Regions from separate parts of the Mus musculus genome. Here region 2 is linked to region 1. A link is a contact called in public Hi-C data. All regions are on one chromosome and are shown on one strand. The core of a region is the stretch at or near the end of the contact, and the rest is flanking DNA. Distances in the headings are between cores, read along the strand shown. Region 1 overlaps Cped1 (cadherin-like and PC-esterase domain containing 1). Region 2 has its middle 100 kb from the start of Gm38773.

Region 1 (6,222 bases), core at 3,314-5,813:
AAAACAAAATGTCTTCTCAGAAAGCAGAAAGTCAGGACCTTCTTGAAGACCCGTCCTCAGCTTATAAATAAGCAACTGCCAACGGAGGAGACTCTGAGGTGTCCAGAGGAGATTTGTGAGGACTTGTGTAGCTACCTGCAAGTTGCGCAGAGAGCTCCCAGGCTGCAGCTTTCCGAGATGTCACCCTTGTTAGGATGGGTTTCTGTGTCATCCCTGCTCCTGTAAGTAATCCTTCACACTTCCTCTAGAAACCCAGTAGAAAGTCGTTGGCTCACTGTGTTGGACTTTGTCCCCATCATTACTTCAATCTGTTGTGGGACCCCTGTCGGGGGTGAGAGATGTACGTGATGTGTGTCCCCAAGAAGAGTCTCTCACTCAAGCCACTAGAAGCAAGAAAGACCCAGTTTTCTTCCATCACGTGGCATTGGCTTTACTGTGCTAACAGAGGAAAGAGTTTATTTCTAATCATGGAAGCAGATGTGGCTCAGAAAGACACACAAAACAGATGTGGCAAGCAAAAGACTCTATTTAAACACTAATTTGTCTGACCATAAGTTATGCACTGGATGAATGTGCAACACCGCTCTTTTACCAACCTAGAGTGGTAATTTATTTTAAGCGCTAAACAGATTGTAAATTAAAGGGGACCCTGCCCATTGTCACAGGCTTTTAAAGAAATTGAACTCAACACAAAGAAGGATGACTTAGGTGACAATGCCTCCTGGCTACTGAGATGTCCTCTACACTCAAAATGCCAGGTGACACATTGCTAATAGAAAGAATACTACCCTGCCTTCCCTTGGTACCATGTGGATGTTGCGCGCGCTCAACTGGCCAGGAAGAACGACGCTGCTACAGGATCCTTCTGCACACATTTATTCAGTCCTGTTTCTTCTTTCTCCATATATCTCCCTTGTTTATATATCTCCCTTGTTTTTATATCTCCCTTGTTTTTATATCTCCCCTGTTTATATCTCCCCTGTTTTTATATCTCCCTTGAACCCTGGGCCTCTCACTCTCTTATACTCTCAGTTCCCATCCACACACAGCAGGCCACGCCACCTCACCAGGCACGCAGCTTCAGCTAATCAGGGCAGCAGGGGCATATCTCCATCAAATTGGATTCATCTGTATCCTGGTACACCTGCGCAGCACTCAAGATGTTTGTGGTTTATATGAGGAAGTCAGGTGCAAGTCATATGACTTAGCTGCAGTCCCTGGCGCCTTTGGGACTGCCGCCACACCCGCTCCCCACATGTGGAATTTTGAAGAAAGTCCATAAAAGCTCGTTCAGTCTACATCTTCAAGTGTGCAAACCCAACAAGATTAAGCACTTTAGTGAAGAGTCCTTAATACATCCTGGGTCATTAATAATGAAATGGGTTTAGTCACCACAAATCCCCCATAATGAAATGGATAAAGAGGATTCATTCTTTATCAGGCACAAAGCATAAGGCATGAAATATTTTTGGGACTCATGACAATATTTGAATGTCTGAGCCTACTGAAATAGACTATAGGAAATTGTGGTGCCTGGCAATTAGTGTGCTAAGTTAATTTTTAAAAATTGTCATACTTATTGACTTTGGTGTTGGGAAGGGCAGAGGGACATGCAACAATATTCATGTGGACATCGGAGGACAACCTGCAAAAGTCAGTTGGTTCCCTCCTTCTGCCATGTGGTCCTGGGGATCAAACTCAAGCCATGAGGCTTGGCAGCAAATGCTCTTCTGCTGAGCCATACCCCTGGCCTCTAATCGAATTTTAGACAAGGTAGCTTCAATGCTTGGAACACTTAACAGGATGGAACCCCACCGTAAGTTGAGGAGAATTTGTAGCAAAACCCCACTTTTGCCACAGATTACATAGAAAGCCTGGGCGAAGTTTCTAACCACTTCTAAAGTCTTGACTTCTCAGTACATTTTTTTTTCTACAAAGGGGAGATGATTTATTTTGAAATTTACTCACGTCCAGGATTAGAAGTAAATGCTAGAGGATGGTGAAGTGCTTAAGGGAAGACTTGGCACATAAGGAAAGTTCTGTCTGGACTTCTACTCCTGCTTCTTTGGCTCCCGTCCACCACACAGTGTGTGAGCAGAACACAGGGCAGAGCAGTCGCTTTGAACTCATTACTAGCTGAGAGCATGGCACAATCACAGCGCAATAGATGCCACTGTGGGAAAATTGGTAAGCTGAAGCAGGCAAGACAACGAGTGGATGTTATCACTCACTGAACTGAGTGCCGAAACTGGTGCTTCATTCATAATTTCGATGAACACATCCCTATTCTATTATCATTTTTTTGCTATGATATTAGACAAACATATCTTTGAGCCACTTGACTGTATTTCTTGGTGGTGTTGGGAGGGTGAAAGAATAAATGAATTACAAAGCATATCTGAACACTGAACTGGAGTCATTTGCATAGAACTTAGTGACATAGCATCTAAATGGTTAATTTTTCCTTTTATAAAGTGACATAGGCCAGTTAATAAAATGTATAGATAAATGCTGAACATCTTTTCAAGTAATATTTTCTCTTTCCTCAGGATTTTCCCTTTGTGTATAATAATACATTTTAATATAAAAATGGTTCTAGAAATACATTCATGGAACTCGGTCCTCTAGGCCTCTGCTGGATGGCCTTTTTGTAGATCTTATTTATGGCTCTTTCCCAGCACAGTGCTTTGGGGGCACAATGTACACTAGACTGCAGATCAAGTACACAAATCAATTTCTGTGTAGTTATTGTTATCCACGTCAAAAAGTAGGTTTGAAAACAGGTAGTAAAAGAAATATTCTCCACATGTATTTCAATTTCCTTAGAACATAAATATATTTTACTATTTCCTAAACATGACATTTTTCAGCCACAGTAACAGTTTATTTATTACTTTCTAAGCCTTTCTTCTCAGCAGCGAAGCCTTATATATGGATGGATAAATCTCAATGCACTGATGTTCTGAGTGTGCCAGTCACATGGTGGTTTTAGATTTCATTAAGAACATGCTTTCTGTAATTGAATGCACACGTGTGATTGTAGTAATTACAATAGAAAAGATGGCTGGATAGTGAGCAGAGCTAGAATTAATCAAAATGTAAGGATGATAAAAGAGAACAACGAATCCAGCACAGAACATTTAAAGAATACCTGTAAGCCATTCACTCTCAGTTAATACCATGTTACACAAGGAGGAATGGTTCTTGCTTTACATAGGTGGCTTTTCACTGGTGCTGATTCTGCACCATGGAAGACATTGGCAATGTCTGTGGGCACACATTGTCACCACTTTCAAAAGGGTCTACGATAATGTTTAGATAACTTTCCTTTTATTTTCCTGGACCAAAAGACAGTGGCACTGGGGTTGAGATTGAGTAGTTCCAACCTAATTATTTATAACAATTAAATATATATATAAATTTCTTCTTACCTACAGTGACTAAAACCCCTTTGGAGCAACTATATACAATTTTAAATTGTCATAACCATAATTGAAATAAAGATACTACATATTTTCAAATAGTTTATTAAGATCAAGTACGTTGTTAATAATGCTTAGACATATAAAGGAAAAAATGGCTTATAATTTAAAGATCTTATTATTTACCAAAATACTATAGCAACTGGCTTTTAATTGAGTACTTTGCTTTATAAATCTGCTTTCTCTTCCCTGTTACTCTTCTGGTGAAACAGTAATGTGAATAGTTGATTCCCAGAAGGAAGAGGAACAGGAAGAAGAGAAATGAGATGGCTTGATAGCATCCAAATTGAATGATTCTGCTTTGTTTGTTTGAAAGTGGGTTGTTTTCTGTGTTTGCTGTGCAATGAAGTACTCTCCCCCCACCCCCCAAATTCAGTTGTGTTAGAACAACTTCACTGAAGTGGAATTATGAGGTGGGACCTTTTAGGATTACATCATGAAGGCAGTTCCTAAGTTCTTATGAAAGGACTGGCCCTGTGAATGGATTAGTGCCTTTGGAGGAAACTAATCTTATCTTATCTTGCTCTTTGACCCCTTGACAGGTGGAACACAGCACATAGTGTAGGTCCTTTTGGCCTCTACCACCAGGGGATTATCCAGAAAGCCTTGGCATTAAAGATCCAAAGACCTGATCTTGAGTTTCTCAGCGTCCAGAATTGTGAGAAATAAACTTCTATGCTTTATAAATTACCCAGCTGCAGGCAATATGTTATAGCAACACAAATGGATTCTACGATGCTAATTTAAAGCTGAACATAGAGTCCATGAAACCAAAATCTAATTTGAAATGCAGGGAGAAGTCGGAATTTCTCCTTTTACCAGAAAGGAGAATATGATTAATGTTGAACTTCGTTCTGCATGCGCCTGCATGTATGTTCTGGGAGCTCAAATTAAACCGCCTAACCGATAATTTCCAAAGAGTGTGCTGTGGACTTTCATCTTAACAGTAAAAATAGCAAAAAAGAGGGAAAACTTTGGAAGATCAAAACATTTTAAGTTTTGCGACATATGCGAACTTTGCTGAGTTTGATTGTGAAATTCTCAAGTGACTAAGAATTGGTGATTACAAACTCGGCCCCTCCTGCTCGCTTTGCAATCAAACCCGTGCTGTGTTATCAACACTGAAACTAAAGCCCTTGGTGTGACTAAGCAGTAATCTTCACAGTCAATTTTGTTAGATTCTTTGGATTTATGTGCAAAGTATTCCCCAAGCATTGTATGTGAGGGCTTATTCCACCATGGCTGAACTGAGAAGAGAGGACGGGCCCAGGTTAAATAAATGTGGGCGGTATTGTCCACAGCTAGGGTCCAGTGTCAGCACAGAATAGAAGCAGAAGCTGGCTGAGCACTTAGGCCTGATTCCTGACTCTAAAGGAAATATAAGCAAACCCTCCCCCTCCCCCCATGCGCCTGCCTCCATTCCTTCCTGGCTGTGTGGGCGGACCCACCAACCATGAGCCAAAGTGACCTCTTTCTTCTCCAACTCACTTTTGTCACATGTTTTGTAACAGCAGTGAGAAAACTAACTAGCGTCGAGGGGCTTCAGGGTGGAATCTGAGGTGGAGCCCATGAGAAGCAGACCGGTCCTTCACATGGCAGCTCATGCCTAGCTAAACATCGGAAGGAAGCTACGTTATTCACGCCACACTTTTCTTGCTCACATATATGAGAATTGTTATAAATGAAAGGCTAAAAAAATTCTATTAAACACTTTCCATGTTATAAAATGTAGCACTGATTGAAGGACCACACAAACTTTCAGAACTAGGAACTTCTGGAAAGGACCCATAAATCACTGAAATACTTTCCTGCAATTGTCTGTGAGATTCATCCCACAAGAATTTTCAAATATTTTTTCACGTTATAGTAGTAAGAAAAATCTATTCTCTGAGGTTATTACTGCATGATAATTAGCTTGTTTCTGATCAGTATTGTATTTGAGAAATGAACTGTGTCTTGGAAGATAACAATACAAACTTTTCCTTCTAATGTTTTTCTTATTTTCCTGAAGTAAAATGTATGTGCAAATTTGTCCAACCATTTCATATATACTTTCTATATTACATAGGTAGCATACAGTATATCATATACATTTTAAGCACATCATTTTCATATGTTCATACACCACATGTTCATATAAGTGGTCATCACCCAGATATAAGACATTTCCTCAAAGGGTCCCTTCATGTTTAGTGGCATTGACATCTTCCAGAGAACTGGTGTTCTGGTCTCTATTCCTGTTACTTTTATCTGCTCTTCAATGTCATATTAATGAGATGCAGTGTGCCAATATATGTCTGGCTTCTTTTTTAATGGAATGAATAAAGAAAATATTGGACAGAGAAAACATGATCAAAATATATTGTATGAAATAAAATTTAAATTAAAGAAATGAATTAAAAATTATAATATAAAGGTTTTATCCTACATGTAATCCACAGGTATTAAGGAGAGAGACTCTCAGAGAAGGACAGTGTCGTTCTAAACTAAAATAGATGCAGATTTCTAAAGCATCACCGTGTTTCCCTCTGATTTTGTAAGAATTCTTAAGTTTGGGATTTCCTTAGAAAATATAAGTGTAAGGAACGAATAACCATATGGAGTGGTAAGCTCTTGGTAGTAGATGCATGTGACTGTGATGGGGGAAGGGAGGGATTATGGTGTTTGGCCATAGATTATCAACAATCATGGGGGGGTCCTTAGCACCCACCAAGATGCAGTGGGTAGTATCCCTGTTTAA
Region 2 (5,932 bases), core at 2,478-4,977, 350 kb before region 1:
ATGTTGGGCTGCTTCTGGAACGGCCGTAGACAGCTTCTCCTCAGTGCTGCATGGAAGCAAAGGCTTGTACTGAATTAGGAGAGATCTGATTCTTTAACTACCGGCTCTGGCCCGTCTCTTAGCATCTAATAAGGGAAGAAAACACCACCTCGTCCATCTGCTCAGCGGGATGGATGTCATTGACTATAACAAAGAACATCCTCGTATGGCACTGGAGTTGATGCTGAGTTCCAAGGCGTGAAACAGACACGCTCATACTTATTACTGCAAGTATAACTAAGACCCTCAATGTTGATTATAAAATAGAGAAAACAGGAGAGCAGAGAGAAAAAGACAGGCCAAAGAGGGGCCTCAGACCTAGCAATGTGTATTTAGCAATGTCTAGCAATGTGTATCTAGAGTATGTCTATGTGTATAGTGTGTGCACGCACGTGTGTGTGTGTGTGTGTGTGTGTGTGTGTGTGTGAACATGTGTATGTTTGTATATGTGTATGAATATGTGTGGATATGTAGATATATGCGTATTTATATATATATGTGTGTGTGTGTGTTATTTTTATAACTTTAACCCTTCATATACCTTAGATGTGAATAAGATTGAAGAAGATGGTTACCTGGAGATGCCAATGGATAAGGAGAGGGAGTAAGGTTCATAAAAATGCTTGTTATTTCTGGCCAGAGAATGAAAAGAGAAAGTTGAGAAAGTAAGAGTTTAGATAATCACTGTGTGTCTTTGACCAAACATCACAATAGGAAAGGAACAAACTATCAGAGTTGCTAAGAGTCAAGAATGGATCCAGGACTATCTCTCCACCTGCTAGGGAGTGGAAACTTGTGATTGTCCCCTCATTCAGGTGTCAGTAGAGGGCAGCAGGGAGTGATGAGGAGACATTCTACCCTGACACTGTCATTGTTATGATTTGACAAATACAAACATGGTTCTGAAGCCACTCATTCAATATGTACGTTACCAGTAAAGAAACACAAGCCTAATTTGATGAGAATGAAATTGTTGCTTGTTGGTATAGCAGTTAGCCAGGGAAAGCTGGTTTGTTGGGTTTTTTGTTTTTGGGTTTTTGGGGTACTTTGGGGGTTTGTTTGTTTGTTTGTTTGGGCTTTTTGTTTGGTTGGTTGGGTTTATTTTTTTTTTTTTTTTTTTTGGATTTTTGAGACAAGATTTCTCTGTATAGCCCTTGTTGTCCTGGAACTCACTTTGTAGACCAGGCTGGCCTCGAACTCAGAAATCTGCCTGCCTCTGCCTCCCGAGTGCTGGGATTAAAGGCGTGCGCCACCACGTCCAGCTTCTCCTCGGGAAGGAATCCTCAGAATTTTCTTTCGGCCCTTTTTAGCATCTGGCTCATTCCATAAGAGCTCAATTACTCTAGATTCAAATCTATTCTCAGGCTAATGTATATCAGTGTCGTGGTCACCTTGAAGACTTTTTGCCAGTTAGTCATGCATCCTGAAAGGTTTTTCAGTCTATAATGTTATTGTTTTGGAAAGCAAACATTCTTCTAGCAAATGGATTTTGAACACCAGGTTTAAAATGACAAAGAAACCTGCCTGGAGTTCCTGAAGCTTCTGTTCATAGGTGAATTTCACCCTTACCATTTACAATATATTTGGGCTGGAGAGATGGCTCAGCGGTTAAGAGCACTGACTGCTCTTCTGAAGGTCCTGAGTTCAAATCCCAGCAGCCACATGGTGGCTCATAATCATCTGTAATGAGATCAGACGCCCTCTTCTGGTGTGTCTGAAGACAGCTACGGTGTACTCATTTATAATAATAAATAATCTTGGGGCCAGTGAGAGCGAGGTTGACCAGAGCAAGCAGAGGTCCTAAATTCAATTCCCAGCAATCACATGTTAGCTCACAACCATCTGTACAGCTACAGTGTACCCATATACATAAAATAAATAAATACCTCTTTAAAAGCAAAAACAACAACAAAAAAAAAAAACGATATATTCATCATTCATAAAACAGCCCCCTCTTTTCCAAGAGGGTAGTTACTCTATTTCAACAAGGAATTCTATAAGCTGTAAAAAGAGAGATGAACTTTTATTGCTAATACACGCGCGCGCGCGCGCGTGTGTGTGTGTGTGTGTGTGTGTGTGTGTGTGTGTGTGTGTAATTTATCAGATTTCTAAACTTTGGCCAACTTTCATATGTTTAATTTTATAAACTATAAACACTGTAAGAGTTTAAGTTGAATTTTTTAAAAGTTGGGGTTAAATTTTTCTCTCTAGGGGGTTGTTTTACTAACTCACAAAACTCTCCATACACAGCCACTGCTATTAAGAAAGAGAGAAAGCTAAATATATATATATATATATATATATATATATATATATATATATATGATTTTATACACACATGAATACACATGTGTGTGTGGTGTGTATCCCTACCTAATTAAATTTTGACCAGGAAAAGAGCCATAGTTGACCTCAACAGGAGATCACTAAAAAGAAAAGAAAAAAGGGGGCCCAAGTGCCTGACCTAAAATTCCACTCACCCCACCCTGCTTTCCTCCACATTCATGGCATCTTTGGGAAAGAGCTTTGAGTGTACAATATTCGCCCGATTTTTGCGGTGGACCAGGCTAGGCTGATCCTCAGATCTCTTCCTCAGCTGTTTCCACAGCTTAGACCCTGCCTCATCTGACACTGGTTTTTGGCAGAGCCTGGTTCCACCAAAGAATTAGGGCATCTTATACTTCCACATCATTTTGTCTTCTTAAACAGTATGTATTCTCTAAATTGTAAGTAAATAGGTAGGTACCAGTATTTTCCTTTTACAGCTCTTTGAGAAAAGGTATTTACAACGTTAGAAACCAAAGGGGAAGTTTCTGATAGTCAGGGCCCCACACCCTCAGCCTTCCCTGCCTTTCACAGCCAACCTCCTGCTTCTTCTTTAGAATGGTGCCTTTGCACAATAAAAACACCACTTGCATAAAGCATCCAACCTTTTCCTTCCTAAGAAAGTCCCCTTTTCTAATTAAAATATGCAGTAGTCTTAAACACTTCATTACATCTTACAAATTTCAGAAACAGTCTCCTGCTTCAATTTTTGATATTAAATTCAATGTGAATTCTAGCCTCATGTTAACTTTAATTGGAAAAAAGTAGTGCAAAATGTACTTTAAAGGGAAGTCGTACCAGATTAATAAGAATTTCAAGATAAAAGCACGATTGAAATATTTGCTGAGAACCATATCCTTTCATTCAAATAAGGCTAAAGCCGTGTCAAGATTATGAGATTATTTTTTTTCTCAGTATCCCGGAGCAGAGCTAGCGAAGTCTGTGGAGGTGGTTATTCTACTCACCCCTGCAGAAAAATCCACAGAGCAGCCTCAGAAGCAAAAAGCCTTTGGGTCAAATACAGATGCTATTGCTTGTCTCAATCACTAGATGGCGCCATGAGAATCTAAAATAGCCAGTCCTGGCTCATGAGTCCTGAAACAGCTTTGTCAGCATTTCTTAAATTGCGAGCATTCCACTTTTAAAAGAAAAGGGGGGAAAATATTATTTGCTGAAAATTACTTTTAGCAGTTTTGTGGAAAAAAAAACTTTTCTCTAAATGTTTTCAACGACATAGGATTCCAGTAGTAACTGTACTTGTGTTTAAGTCTTGCCACTTTTTCGAAACTGCTTTCCTTCTCTAGTTAAGAACTGTCTACGATGATTAGTCAGCCCCGCAGTGTTCTGCCAAGCCGAAAATGCTGCATTATTGGGCCTTAAAAGCTCTTTCCCAAAGAGGCCATGAATGTGAAGGATACCAGGGAGGGGTGTGCAGAAGGGCTTAGAAGAAAGAAGAAGGAAAAAATGAAATGTTGTAATTAAAATACAATCTCGAAAACTAAGCAAACAAACAGAAAAGCTTTTTTCTACGTTGCATAAATTTCTGAAAAAATCGAAATAGCGGTCGATAGAAGGTGTCTTGCCTAAAGTCAGATACGCAAGCTACTTGTCCCACTGAGCCCAGTTTTTCAGCTTGTGTAACCCAGAGTCATCAAACTGTAATTTCTGTGATTTCACAGGTTAGGTTTGAAAACTATGGCCCCAGACAAAGCCGAGTCCTTATTTTGATGATTTTTGAGAAATAGCCTCAAATTTCCAGATTCGGGGTCGTCTCTTAAATAGATGAAATTTGTCAGTTTATGATTTCCACTTGATACAGAACAGATCTTAGGACATATTTTTCCGTCTGTTAAGTTATTAGCTAAAATGTCTCTGTAGCGGATGCTTCCCTTTGCGCAGAATCCTAAGGAGATGGGGCGGGGCGGGGCAGGCGTGGGATATTCAGCGGCTCTAGTTATTTCCTTTCCTGCAACTCTTCTACTCTATCAGCGTGATTAAGTATCTCCGACAGACCACAGTCGTGCACTAAATATGCGGTGCTTAAAATAGTAACATAATCATTTGTTTGGCAAATGAGGAGTGCAGCAAAGCAGCATAAACTGCTTTTTAAAGCTGAAAGTGTTCTACTTTCTAAATCCCTGAAGTGCAAATTATTTCCAAAGAATGTGCTACTGTCTGAGCGTCTTTCGCTGTCTCGTCTGGTCGTTTTCTACGTTTCTACGCTTCCTTTTCCTTGGGAAACGAAACAGAGGAAAGGAACCTCACCTTGTCTTCCACTCTTCACAAGACATGGGGATTTCTCTCCACACTGTCTGAGACAAAATGGACCAGACAGCAAAGATCTCTCTCTCTCTCTCTCTCTCTCTCTCTCTCTCTCTCTCTCTCTCTCTCTCTCTCTCTCTCACACACACACACACACACACACACACACACACACACACCACCTGTTGCCAGAAGAGTGTGTCTGCAGGTGGTTGGACATAAAGCTTTATAAGAAAGAGTAAACAAACTGTGGACCCCGGGGTACTACCATATTAATCTATCAGACAAGATGTGCCCAGTGGTACAGGAGAGGCATAACTACCCTGGGCTGAAACCAACTCCTTCCCGATTAGATCCGATGCCCTCTTCACAGAAGGGAATGCATACCTTATATGGTAGACTTACTTGGTCAAAAGCCTATGGTTAGAGAGATGGTAGACAGACCCTATCAGGGGGGGCCTACTAATGTTTTTCCTGAACAAATGTCATTAAAATGCCTTCTAAATATTTATGATGACACCCTTAGACTAGTGCAGCTTTCAGCCTTGGCCAGAGAAGCGCCTTTTGACAGTGGGACATGCACACATACAAGTAAATATATAAACGTCATTAAACATTTTTATATAACTGAAAAACAAAGGGGGAAATAATTGGATTGATTCTTATTATCAATTCTAGAATCAAGCAATAGCTTGCTCGGTCTATAAAGTAGTGTTAGTGTGAGATAAAACGGCAGGCTTGGCACTATTGGAAGAAAGAGGTAGGAAGAGAACCAGGAGAGTCAAAACTGGTTTTGTTGTCTCAGAGCACTTTCCTTATAAGACTGAAACTTCATCTGAGCAATGGTGGCACATCTTTAATCCCAGCACTCAAGAAGCTGGGGAAGGTGGATCTCTGTGAGTTCAAGGTCAGCCCAGTCTACAGAGTGTGTTCCGTACACACACACACACACACACACACACACAGAGAGTGAAAGAGGTAATATATACACACACATATATCTTCAATTTCCTTACTTAAAAGTATTTTATTACATATTACCTCTTTCACTCTGTGTGTGTGTGTGTGTGTGTGTGTGTGTGTGTGTGTGTGTGTGCATACACATCCACATGTCTCACAAACACCACAGGCCCAGCATACATGAGAATGTCAGAAGACAACCTGTGAGATCCATTTTCTCCTTCCAGTCTGTGAGCCCCAGGACTGGACAAGGGTGGGCGGAAACCTCCTTATGTACTGAGAGTTCTTTCCAACCTCAGCATGCTTATTGTGTTGATTCGGGTTCACTCAAACTCTAAGCTTAAAG

Evidence for each region. A called contact is a pair of places that touch in the nucleus more often than the background predicts.
Region 2: a Hi-C map of liver shows a contact between it and region 1, with 2.8 times the contacts expected there. The contact joins two enhancer-like sites. A contact is called at or near these places in 1 of 39 promoter capture datasets (the 3T3-L1 cell line), 10 of 484 Hi-C or Micro-C datasets (3T3-L1-derived adipocytes, the HPC-7 cell line, bone marrow-derived macrophages and 6 more), 4 of 115 datasets of contacts at active chromatin or transcription factors (bone marrow-derived dendritic cells, bone marrow-derived macrophages, embryonic stem cells and 1 more) and 3 of 9 other capture datasets (adipose tissue, embryonic stem cells and liver).

Annotation. Positions count from the first base shown.
Region 1 is chr6:22,146,507-22,152,728 of GRCm38.p6, reverse strand. All of the region lies in intron 15 of Cped1 (cadherin-like and PC-esterase domain containing 1), which reads right to left. Among named protein-coding and RNA genes, the nearest start is that of Wnt16, 140 kb to the left of the region's middle. Within about 2 kb of position 4,563, at least 9 of the 459 cell types and tissues checked have an H3K27ac peak or open chromatin away from gene starts, as enhancers often do. A contact at or near this core is called in adipose tissue and liver, where this site is marked.
Region 2 is chr6:22,491,601-22,497,532 of GRCm38.p6, reverse strand. No RefSeq gene overlaps it. Among named protein-coding and RNA genes, the nearest start is that of Gm38773, 100 kb to the right of the region's middle. Within about 2 kb of position 3,727, at least 37 of the 459 cell types and tissues checked have an H3K27ac peak or open chromatin away from gene starts, as enhancers often do. A contact at or near this core is called in adipose tissue and liver, where this site is marked.